Regions from separate parts of the Lactuca sativa genome. Here region 2 is linked to region 1. A link is a contact called in public Hi-C data. All regions are on one chromosome and are shown on one strand. Each heading gives the region's core, a stretch centred on a gene start, on an enhancer-like site or on the middle of the called end of the contact. The rest is flanking DNA. Distances are from core to core; before and after follow the strand shown.

What was found. A called contact is a pair of places that touch in the nucleus more often than the background predicts.
Region 2: a contact with region 1 is called in a Hi-C map of leaf, with 8 times the contacts expected there. The contact joins the promoter of LOC111899148 here to the promoter of LOC111899149 in region 1. A contact is called at or near these places in 2 of 4 Hi-C or Micro-C datasets (leaf and seed).

What each region holds. Positions count from the first base shown.
Region 1 is chr8:261,472,044-261,477,164 of Lsat_Salinas_v11, forward strand. It overlaps LOC111899149 (mitogen-activated protein kinase 9), which reads right to left and starts at 2,150. Exons shown (of 11, transcript XM_023895032.3): 1 at 1,624-2,150; 2 at 701-1,103; 3 at 429-556; 4 at 160-219. The coding sequence starts at 1,887.
Region 2 is chr8:261,621,343-261,626,554 of Lsat_Salinas_v11, forward strand. LOC111899148 reads left to right here and starts at 3,895. Exons shown (of 4, transcript XM_023895031.3): 1 at 3,895-4,117; 2 at 4,248-5,212. The coding sequence starts at 3,908.

The sequences.
Region 1 (5,121 bases), core at 900-3,399:
AACAACTAGTAAATTCGTTTCAGGGTGAAATCAGTGTCAACAATTCTTAACAGCTTCAACAATGGGTGAATAAGTAATTTTAGCTTTAGAAGCTGTTAAAAAGGTAAAAAGTTGGACTACATAAAAAAAAATGAAATGGAGGAGGAGGAGGCGTTGTACTTTTGAGAAAAAGGATCCACAGAGTTCAGGAGCACGATACCATCGAGTTGCAACGTAGTCCTGCAACAATTAAATTAAATTAAATTAAATTAAATATTGAAATAAGAAGATACAAACATATGAGTATGACTGATGACACATACATAATCTGATAATCATAATCATATATTTCGATTTTTGAACAACAAACCAAATGTAGTTATATATTATATAAAATACAAATGAGAAAAGTGACTGAAGACAAAGCATACACATAGGTTTAAACATACCGTCCAGAATATGGCTGATGGTGCATCATTAAATGACACACGAGCAAGCCCAAAATCACAAATCTTCAATTTACAGTCAGAATTAGCAAGAATGTTTTTAGGTTTTAAATCTCGATGAAACACATTTGCTGCACAAATGACAAATAGTCAAACACAAAAGTATACATACATACATATATTTGCACCATTCTTTCATACAAGTATTTGTAGTAGGTATCAGGCTTGTAATACCACAACAACATATATCTTGTCAAGATAAAAAAAGAACCAACCTGCATGAATATATTTTAACCCACGAAGAAGTTGGTACAAGAAGAACTGATAATGTTCAGGAGTTAGATCATCATTTGCCCTGATAACTTGGTGAAGGTCAGATTCCATCAATTCAAAAACTACATAAATATCCTTAAACTCTCTTCTAGAAGGAGGGAGCATTATATGCTTGATTTCTACAATATCAGGATGCTTCAGCAACCGAAGGAGTTTGATTTCTCTAAGAATCCTAGTGGCATCGGAAACATGCTCAAAAACATCATTGATCTTCTTGATTGCAACCTTTTCGCCTGTGTGAGTATCAACAGCCGACCCCACAACACCATAACTTCCTTTCCCAATAACTTCTTGAACTTGGTACCTACTTGCCTCTCCATACTCTGTGAAGAACTCTGCTTCAATCTGGGTCAACAATAACAAACACACCTTTAATCCACAAAACAGAAACAAACTAGAGATGCATCTTGTTAATGCAGCCAAAAGGGCGAAACTTTGTATTCAGTTGAAAGTCTGTTTTTATGCAACATTTACGTCATCTACAATGGGGTTGGTTGGACAAATCAAATCAACTATATTACAGTATACTTGTTCTTGTGGCCAGTAGGAGCCACTGGTCCTCATACTTACTCCCACAAAACTGTCAGTAGAGGGATCAACTTATCAACAAAAGCAAGAAGGAAAAGGACAAATGAAATCAATCATCAACTTATTCAATTTATCGTCTTGTTTGATGGTTAGTGTGTGTATTTTGCTATATATGGTTTGTTCTTTAAAACCCAGAGTACAAATTACTAAAAATCTATGACGTCATGAAAACAGCGACGTTAAGGATCCAAATTGACATGAATTAATCGCAGCAAAACTCATTACTGATATTCATAATAAAAGATCTCGAGAGCGTGAGAGATGAAAAGAAAGAAACCTTTCTGTTATGATCCATGGGGGCGGAAGGTGAGGGGAAAACAGGTGGAAAACTGATGCGTTTGGGAACCCTAATAACCTTAAGTGCAGAAAAATCAAAGTCTTCGGTAATGGTGAGTTGATTCGAAGATGATGACGACGAGGGTAATGATTTTGTTTCAGAATCGAGATTCACATGGCCATCAGGATTAGGAACAGAAGAGGATCGACGATTGTGATGGTGAAACCAACGAAGGACCCCGTCCACAAATGTTCCACTCCCCATAAAACCCGCAAAGACCTACAAGTTTACTAGTTTTCAAAGACAAAAAACTATCGATTCGTCTTTTGGTTTCACAGTCAATCGATCTCAGCATCCCCTGTTTCTTATAAATCAACAGATACAGTTGTCTCCCATGGAGTTTGTTTGATAAGGAAAGAGAGGAGGAAGATAGGAAAATAGAGCTGTCGCCGCGTTACGTGAAAGGGGAGAGGAGAGGAGAGGAGATGGGGGAGAAAGGTGAGAAGTGAGAGCTGAGATGTGAGATGTGAAAGGCGATAGGTCATAGAAGGGCCCACTCGTCGTGCTTTATTTTATATTTCATTATTGGCTGTCTTCATTTTGTCATATGGTTTTTATTTGTTGTCGCTTCTCGTGTCTATTAAAAAAAAAAGTTCGATTTTTGGTGAACTGCAAAAATAGTCCTTCAGCTCTATACAATTTGCCATTCTTAGATATTTAACAACTCATATTTTGCAATTGTTTTTGAACGACATTATTTTATTATTTTATTATTTTATTAAGAAATAACAATATGTCATACATATTATAAAGATAATATCTTTAAATATTATTAAAAGAGAAACTTGATTACATCATCTTCAACAATCAAATTCATTGATTGACTTTCCTTTATAGTTTTCCACCATTTGATCAATTTGATAATGTCATCTAAAAAAAATTAAAAACTCCTTTTCTTTTGAAAAAATGTGTACACAAATCGTAACCTCTCCATAGTTTCCAAATTTGGATTGCACTAGTAACCTAAAATCACACAAACCTTAACCCTATTTCGGCTCCACCATTACAACTTACACCCGCGATGCTTTCTCTGCCGACAAATTATGTACACCATCAGCCATCCTCAAACAACATCTCTTCTGTCTCTCTCCTTTTCCTCTTGAGTCTCTAGCATCCATTTGTTACGAGTACCCTCCGTACGTTGTCGATTGACTCGGTTTCGAGCAAGAAACTGCAATATCAATGGTAGGTAAGCTTCACAATGTTCCCTTTTAGCACAAGGTCATCTCCTTGACAATGCTCACAATCTTAATCTATGGCTAATCCTTAAGATTAACTACATTTTTTTTATTTTAGTGTAGGATTTGGAGTTTCTGTTTAAATCATGACAGAGTTTGCAAACCTGCAATTGCAATTCCAAAGTTATTTAGAACAAACAGGTATTTTAAATTACTCTTAAGTGTTCAAAAAATTCTTTTGTTCATTATTAACCTAAAAAATTGTTTTTTCGTTTGTTTTAAAGAGTAAGTGGAGGTATTATCCATGGCTACCTGTGGATACCATAAGGTCGTGACAAAAATCAAGACTGTATATAACATGGCCACGGCCTTTAGTTTGAGGTTTATTTTTCTATTTTTCATTTTGATTTCTATTTAATTCATTAATTTTTATTGAACTCGACTAAACCATTGTTTGTGATGTGAAAATGTCATTAACGGACAAGGAAAAGTTTAAAAGACACATTTTTAAAGTGATTTTATTAATATGCCCACCAATTGTTTGGTAAAATGCCTTGCTTACAAATTTTTCTTATCATCTTCAGGTAACTAACTTATCAATGCCACAAAAGTAATTTTTAACTTACTTGTTCTGATCTTTATATTTTAGTTTATTTTCATAATTTTATTGAATGATGTAGGAACAAAGCTGAAAGAAGTTGGTAAGTCTGCACTAACTAAATATTTCTACCGAATAACTCAATTGTCATATGAAGAACATATCGATCAAGAAGATGCTTCAGCATACAAGAGATCATTGATAAGTCCTTTACAACAAACTTAAGAAGTGAATAAATTCTAAAAGATAATCTACAAAGAATTTTATAATCAAAATGCATGGTCTTGATTATGCATGTGTTTTGGGCTACTGGATAATTACTTTGTACATGATTATGTGGGCTATTGCATTTGTCATTTTACAAAATTTAGATTGGTAAATCTTGGAGCATATGTGGGTTTCATGTTCGTTCTTTGTCGTCACTGCTATATTGGCACTACATGGTTGGATGTTGGCTATTGCATTCGTCTCCATTGTTTTTGGTGATTGATAAGTTAGTGTAAAAAAAAAGGGGGGGGGTCACACCCCCAAAACCTGAGAACGGCGGAATACGTTCTGGGGTGGAGGACGTCATGTACAGTATCATAACAATTGCATAATAGTAAAAACAAGCGACAACAACCATTGCATTAATATAATGAATTTAATTACAAGTGTATTCTGTATAGTTTTGATAGACACCAAAAGTATAACAAAATAAAAGATGAGTCTTGTATACACTCCATCTTCTCAAAAGCTGCACCAGTACCTGTCTATCTTTGACTTGAGGATACAAGTTATTTTGAAAACGAGTATCAGCATAAAGCTGGTGAGTTCATAAGAATTTAGTGTCGTAGCTTGTATAAAAGTGGTTACATTCATGTAATATAAAAACTGAAATTAACGTTTAAGAATAGTAGAAATCCCTAAAAAAATCCTATATTTTCTAGAATTGAGCATATGTAAGTTAAATCCTTCGAATGTGTAAAAGTATTTCCATTGAAACTTTCAGTTATAAAAATAAGGTAATAAATTTCATTCAAGTAACGTAAATGAAGAAAAGTATTGCCGGTTGGCTGTAGTAGTGTTGCAGACTTCATTTAGTAATATATGTTTATTTACTTCGGGAAGTTAGCTTAGACTTTAAGTCTTAGTGTGTTAATTTGGATATGAATATGATCTCTCATGTAACCAAACTGGATGATAGTAGAGGGTCCGATGACCTTCCCGGTCATACATAGTGTAGCGATGTAGTGCCACCCCTGGGCCTAGACGGCTCGGACTGTAGTTAACAGTCGGGATGTAATAGTGTTTGTCCTGTATAGATCTATACATGTAGTGTTGCTTTCCTTTCGGGAAGCTCTGGTTACATGGTATTTGCGCAGTAGAGTGTCGTATAGAGGGATAGTGTGTTATACTCTGGATTAGTGTATTCTCTTGTGTTATAGTATATTAAACTTTTAGTATAGTACATAGAGTGTTCTCTTTAACGTGAATTAACTTGTAATAGTAGCAATTATAGTGAGTATAGTAGTAATAGAGGTAACGAGCAGTAGTATTAACTATACCTATTATAGTTAAATAGAGTGTAGGATTGCATGCCTTTGATTTACAAGGTATTAAATAAGATGAAGACTTTCATATCTAACACAAATATATATGATATATAACTAAGAAATCAAC
Region 2 (5,212 bases), core at 2,645-5,144, 150 kb after region 1:
AAAGTCTACAAATCCGATAATTGACAACGTTGATGACATCTTGAACGATGATGATATAGCTTTGGGTAAAAAAATTACAAGCTTTGTTCTTTTTTATACAATTATTACTTTTTATTAAATACTAACAACATTTTCATTTGTGTTTATGTAGAGATTGCACAAGCTTTAAATATGTTACATATTGATGACAATGATATGGGGAAGAAGCCAATGGAAGATTAGATTATGAGTTTATGAAGTTTGTTATTTTGATTGATTTTAAAGTTTCAACTATGATTTTTGTTGCTACGGTATTACTTTTGTATGTTTGTGTTAAAATTGTTAACTTTTGTTGGTGAACTTGAATTATATGTTAGTTGCTTTTATTTGGAAAATTAATTTTGCAAGTTATAATTTTATACATCAATTTACATTACTTATATTCTATGCAATTAAAGTTGTACCGGTCCAAACGTGTCCAAAAACCGGAAAACCCGGACCCGGACACGGACACGATGCATCCGGTCCGGTCCATGGTCCACAATTTTCTCCATAACCGGTCCGGTCCAAGAGCCGGTCCGGTCCGGTCCGGTCCAAATGCTCACCCCTAAGCTCCACATGCAAGGTTTAACACCCTTGCCTTGAGGCGCCTATCTTCTAAGCCCGACTCCATTCCAGCAGCATGATCCGCCGACGGGGCTCAAAGGCTTGCAACCTTTGCCTATATGATTCCATGCGATGCTCTCCCGCGTGATGTATCTACGATCATTGGCGGCTAAGCCCGATCCATTCCACGCGATGCTCTCCCACGTGATGTATCTACAATCGCTGGCAGCTAAGCCCGATCTGTTCCACGTGATGCTCCCCCGCATGACATCCCCATGATTGCTAGCTGCTAAGCCCAAACTATTCTTCTAAGCCGCACAACATAAGTTGTGTATCGTCGCACATCGTAAGTCGTGCATCATAATTTTATGTCATGCTTAGCATCAAATTTGGTGTCTCTTCTCTTATAAACAACATGGGTTTCCTATGCTCGGGCGATCAATAAGGCGTTTCCTACATTACATCTTGCTATAGCAAGGTTACTCTTCAAGAAGAATGTTATCTACAACAACATTGCCACTTATAATCCATCAACATTTATGTTGCCTGGCTCTTAGCAACAGTTTGGTTGTCTATTATCATAGAAAACAACCTCGTTGTGTATTCTTATAACAACCTTGCCTATGCACCATAGTCTGATTCGACTACCTACGCTACCCACATCAGACTGGGGGGGGGGGGGGAATCTAGCTAGGAATAGCCCGAGCAAGAAACACCTTTAGAATGGTAATCAATGCTCATGAAAAACAAACTGTGAAGATGATTATCGATGACATCCCTCCAAGATGATAGAAATGTCGCGACATTAGTGTTGTGTAGCACTCTTTAGCAGCCTCGTTCTACAAAACATTTACAGCAACAGTTATGCTACATCACACCGATCAGCTTGCACTCCTCTCAATGAAGGAGTATCAAGTCAGCTTAAGCCACATAAGCAATGTTTGGCTCATTGCACAACACCACGACTCTCATGGGCAAGGTCCAGTCGTTCTTTTTATTATTTAATGCATTGGTTCTTGTCTAGTCTGATCCGATTGTTAGCAATCCAATCACATCAGACTAAGGGGATTTGATGACACACAATTTATATGACTAAGTCCAATCCAATGTCATTAGATGCGTACCGGTAACATCAGACTGGGGGGACTTGATGATATATGGTCCATTAGCATGGCCTAGACTGCTCTAGAGTGCCAGCCTGGCCTGTCACGCTCCTGCCAGCCTTGTCTGGCGTTCCCTTTCCAACACTACCTGGCGTTCCCTTGCCATCCGTGTTGGGGACTCTCCTACCGGCCCGACGCCTTGCCTAGGGCGCGCCCGAAATCCCCGCCCGGTGCCTCCAATCGGCCTTGCCCATCTCCTTGCTAGTTGGGCCTGAATTTAGGGTAAGGGTTTCAACGGAGGACATTAGAGAGATGGAGGCTGAGAGTGGAAGAGGTTTAGAGGAACTAAGGAACTTAAATAGGGCTCAAAACCCCAAATTTAGGGTTTGGATTTTGATCGCGTACGCCCAACGTACCAAATGATATGCTCAACGTACACTTCTAAAGACACGACTTCACAATGCTGGTACGCCCACCCTCCTTCCTAACTTCAACACACTTTCAAACTACCACACATTTTTTGTTCCAACTTCGATTTTGGCATTCTTTATATGCACAGAAGGGTGTACAAGAGCCCCACAATATTATCCAGATATCTTGGACTAAAAACTTCTTGAACTAAAATATGAAATTCATGCAAGAACCCGATTTAAGTCTTTTCCCTTTTCAACCCTTTGACCCAAAACACAATTTAAAGGTTTAGATCTCTCAACCATCATTGTCACCTTCCAAAGGGCCTAACTTTACCCCCTTAAGGCCCAAAGCCCTCACAGAATTGGCTTTTGGCCCATAACCTTGAATTAAGAAATGACCAGAAACATGATGTTACAATTCTCCCCCGCTTAAATTAGATTTCGTCCTCAAAATCAGTTCTCGTTTCCACTACCCGATGTAACCCCTTAAGGGTCCTTCAAAAGTGCCTCCAAGATCTGATTCATATTTGTTGTAGCATCTCCAATAGACGACCATCCCTCGACAATTTTGCCATCCCAGAAATTTTGGTGATACGACACGTCCTGAAGAAAACATCTCCACACAACCTCCTTAAATCATGACAGAAAGAACCCTTTCTATACTCGGAACCTGACACAACCCCCACATCAGCCAAACTGACCGAAAGTCTGCAGATTTGATCGACCCAAAACCTTCTTTGCCAAACGTCGTCATGCTAACCTCGCAAATAAGCACATCATCGAAACAAAATCAATTGGTCACATACTAAACTAGACCTTGCTCCTATTCGGCTCTGACAACCCTGCTTAGCTATCCACTGACAACACTCGGGTTTACCCCCGATCCACCAACCAACAACATCACTCAGGCTTACCCCCGACCCACTAACCTACATCAACACTCACAGTCTAACCGGTCTGCACATCAATCCCAACAAGACTTAACTAACCCTATCAGACCTTTGGGCCATGACTCAGACATCTAAGCTCCAATCAGACAAGAACAGACAAGGATGCCCTCATCACATCCCTCAACCTGGGCTCCTAACACCCTAGAGTCTAATGCACAAACACGCCCTACATATTTTCGCAACTAAAACTAATACAACTCGAGGGAAACCCAACAACTGACGATGATCTTGATGCGAAAACAGAAGATTCAACACTTGCACGAAAGTCTTGAACGTGGAGAAATTCCGACTGAAAATTGAACCTTGGCATAAGGTCTTCCCGCTGCGAGGTCCCACTCTTCCCCACTTAGAATATGCTAGAATCTAACTACTTCACTCACCATCCTTCGATACCCATATCAACTTGAATTCTACTACTTAATCCCAACCACTATATACAATATCAGATCAATTCTCATATTCACAATCTAACTTGGGCGTTGGAGAACAATGCCGCGGTCCAACCCTCGGTATGGCTTCCTAATCCAACAATTATTTATTTCGTACAGAGTGGATTCCAAGATGCTTATTAGACAGAAGCCCTGAATGAAAAGCTAAATATGTACCTAAAACTTGCCGTAACAATACTCTACGTCCTAGTTAGCACCATATAGGTGTTTCACGTGCCGTAGAAGGTAAAAATCATCTAAAGTACAAAAATAAATAAATCTTTCGGTGTATTATACATCAAGACATAAAATTATACATAACCAAATATTTTATGTAAATTTATGGCTTTTTTGTAACCTAGAAGAAATAATTGTAAAACACTTTGAAATGCAAATGAAATTAACAAATGTCATCCGTCCGTATACACATGACTCCATCCGCTACTGACACCCAAAACGCATCTTCAACCTTTTTCATCCTCATCCATCAAATATACCATCAAACCCTTTTCCCTTTCTTCTCTCGAACAATTTCCTTCTCCATGGACTCGATTCCCGATCTGTCGCCGGTTAACGACCAACATCAGCCTTACCCTGCCAGCCCAACTACTAACGGCGCCCACCCACCTTATTCCGATGTAAGTCCCTTCCTCTCTTTCGAAATTATCAATATCATCATCTGCTTGACCTGTAACAGTTTCTAAGTTTCACTACATATATATATTTTTTTGAATTTTGTTTGTGGGTTTTGTGTCTGTTTCTTGGCAGATGATAGTAGCAGCAATTGTTGCTCTAAAGGACAAAGATGGGTCCAGTAGACAAGCTATAGCTAAATACATAGAACGGCATTATACAAATTTGCCTCCTACTCACTCCAACTTGTTGACTCACCACCTAAAGCGAATGAAAAACGAGGGTCAGCTAACGCTCGTCAAACACTCTTACATGCTTCCACTTCCTAGATCTGTTCCTTTCGAAACTCCCGCACCCACACCCACACCCACGTTGGACCATGATATCGCTGACTATTCTGTAACTTCTACTGATACATTGGGTACTACACCTGGCTTTAAAGCTGATAATTCTTCTGTTCAACCTAGGAGAAAGCCCGGCCGTCCTCCCAAACCCAGACACGAATTCGGGTTCCAGGTACAAAATCAGGTGCCAGATGAACAGCCAGCAGCTGAGATCCAACCTTATGAACCTCAATTCGAGCAGCACTTGGGTTCTTCTGGGCAAGAGTTGCAAGGAAATTATGCAGGGGCTGCTGAACCCATCTTTGCTTCATTAGGTTTGGGTGATGATGGTGTTGCACCAACTGTTGAGTCTCCTGAGAATGTAGTGGTTTCAGCCAAGAGAGGCCGTGGTCGGCCGCCAAAGAGTTCCAGTGCTAGCAGAGCTGTTGTAACAAGTTCTGGCGGCGGTGATTCTGGTGAGGCGGAGGCAGAGAGGAGAGTAAGGCGGAAAGTTGGCAGGCCTAAGCTGATGTCAATCATGCTGTTCAATGGTGGTGGTGGGATTGGGAAGAAGAGGGGTGTTGGCAGACCCAAGAGAATTGGGAGACCTGTGACTGTGCCTTTGTCAGGAAACGTGATGAGGCCAAGAGGAAGACCTAGGAGGGTGGGGCCCCCTGCACAAAATGTATCTGTTAATGCCAATGGTGCTGATATTCATACTGATACTGAGCCTGCTTCAGTTTCAAGATCCCGGGGTCGGCCTCGCAAAACTTCTGA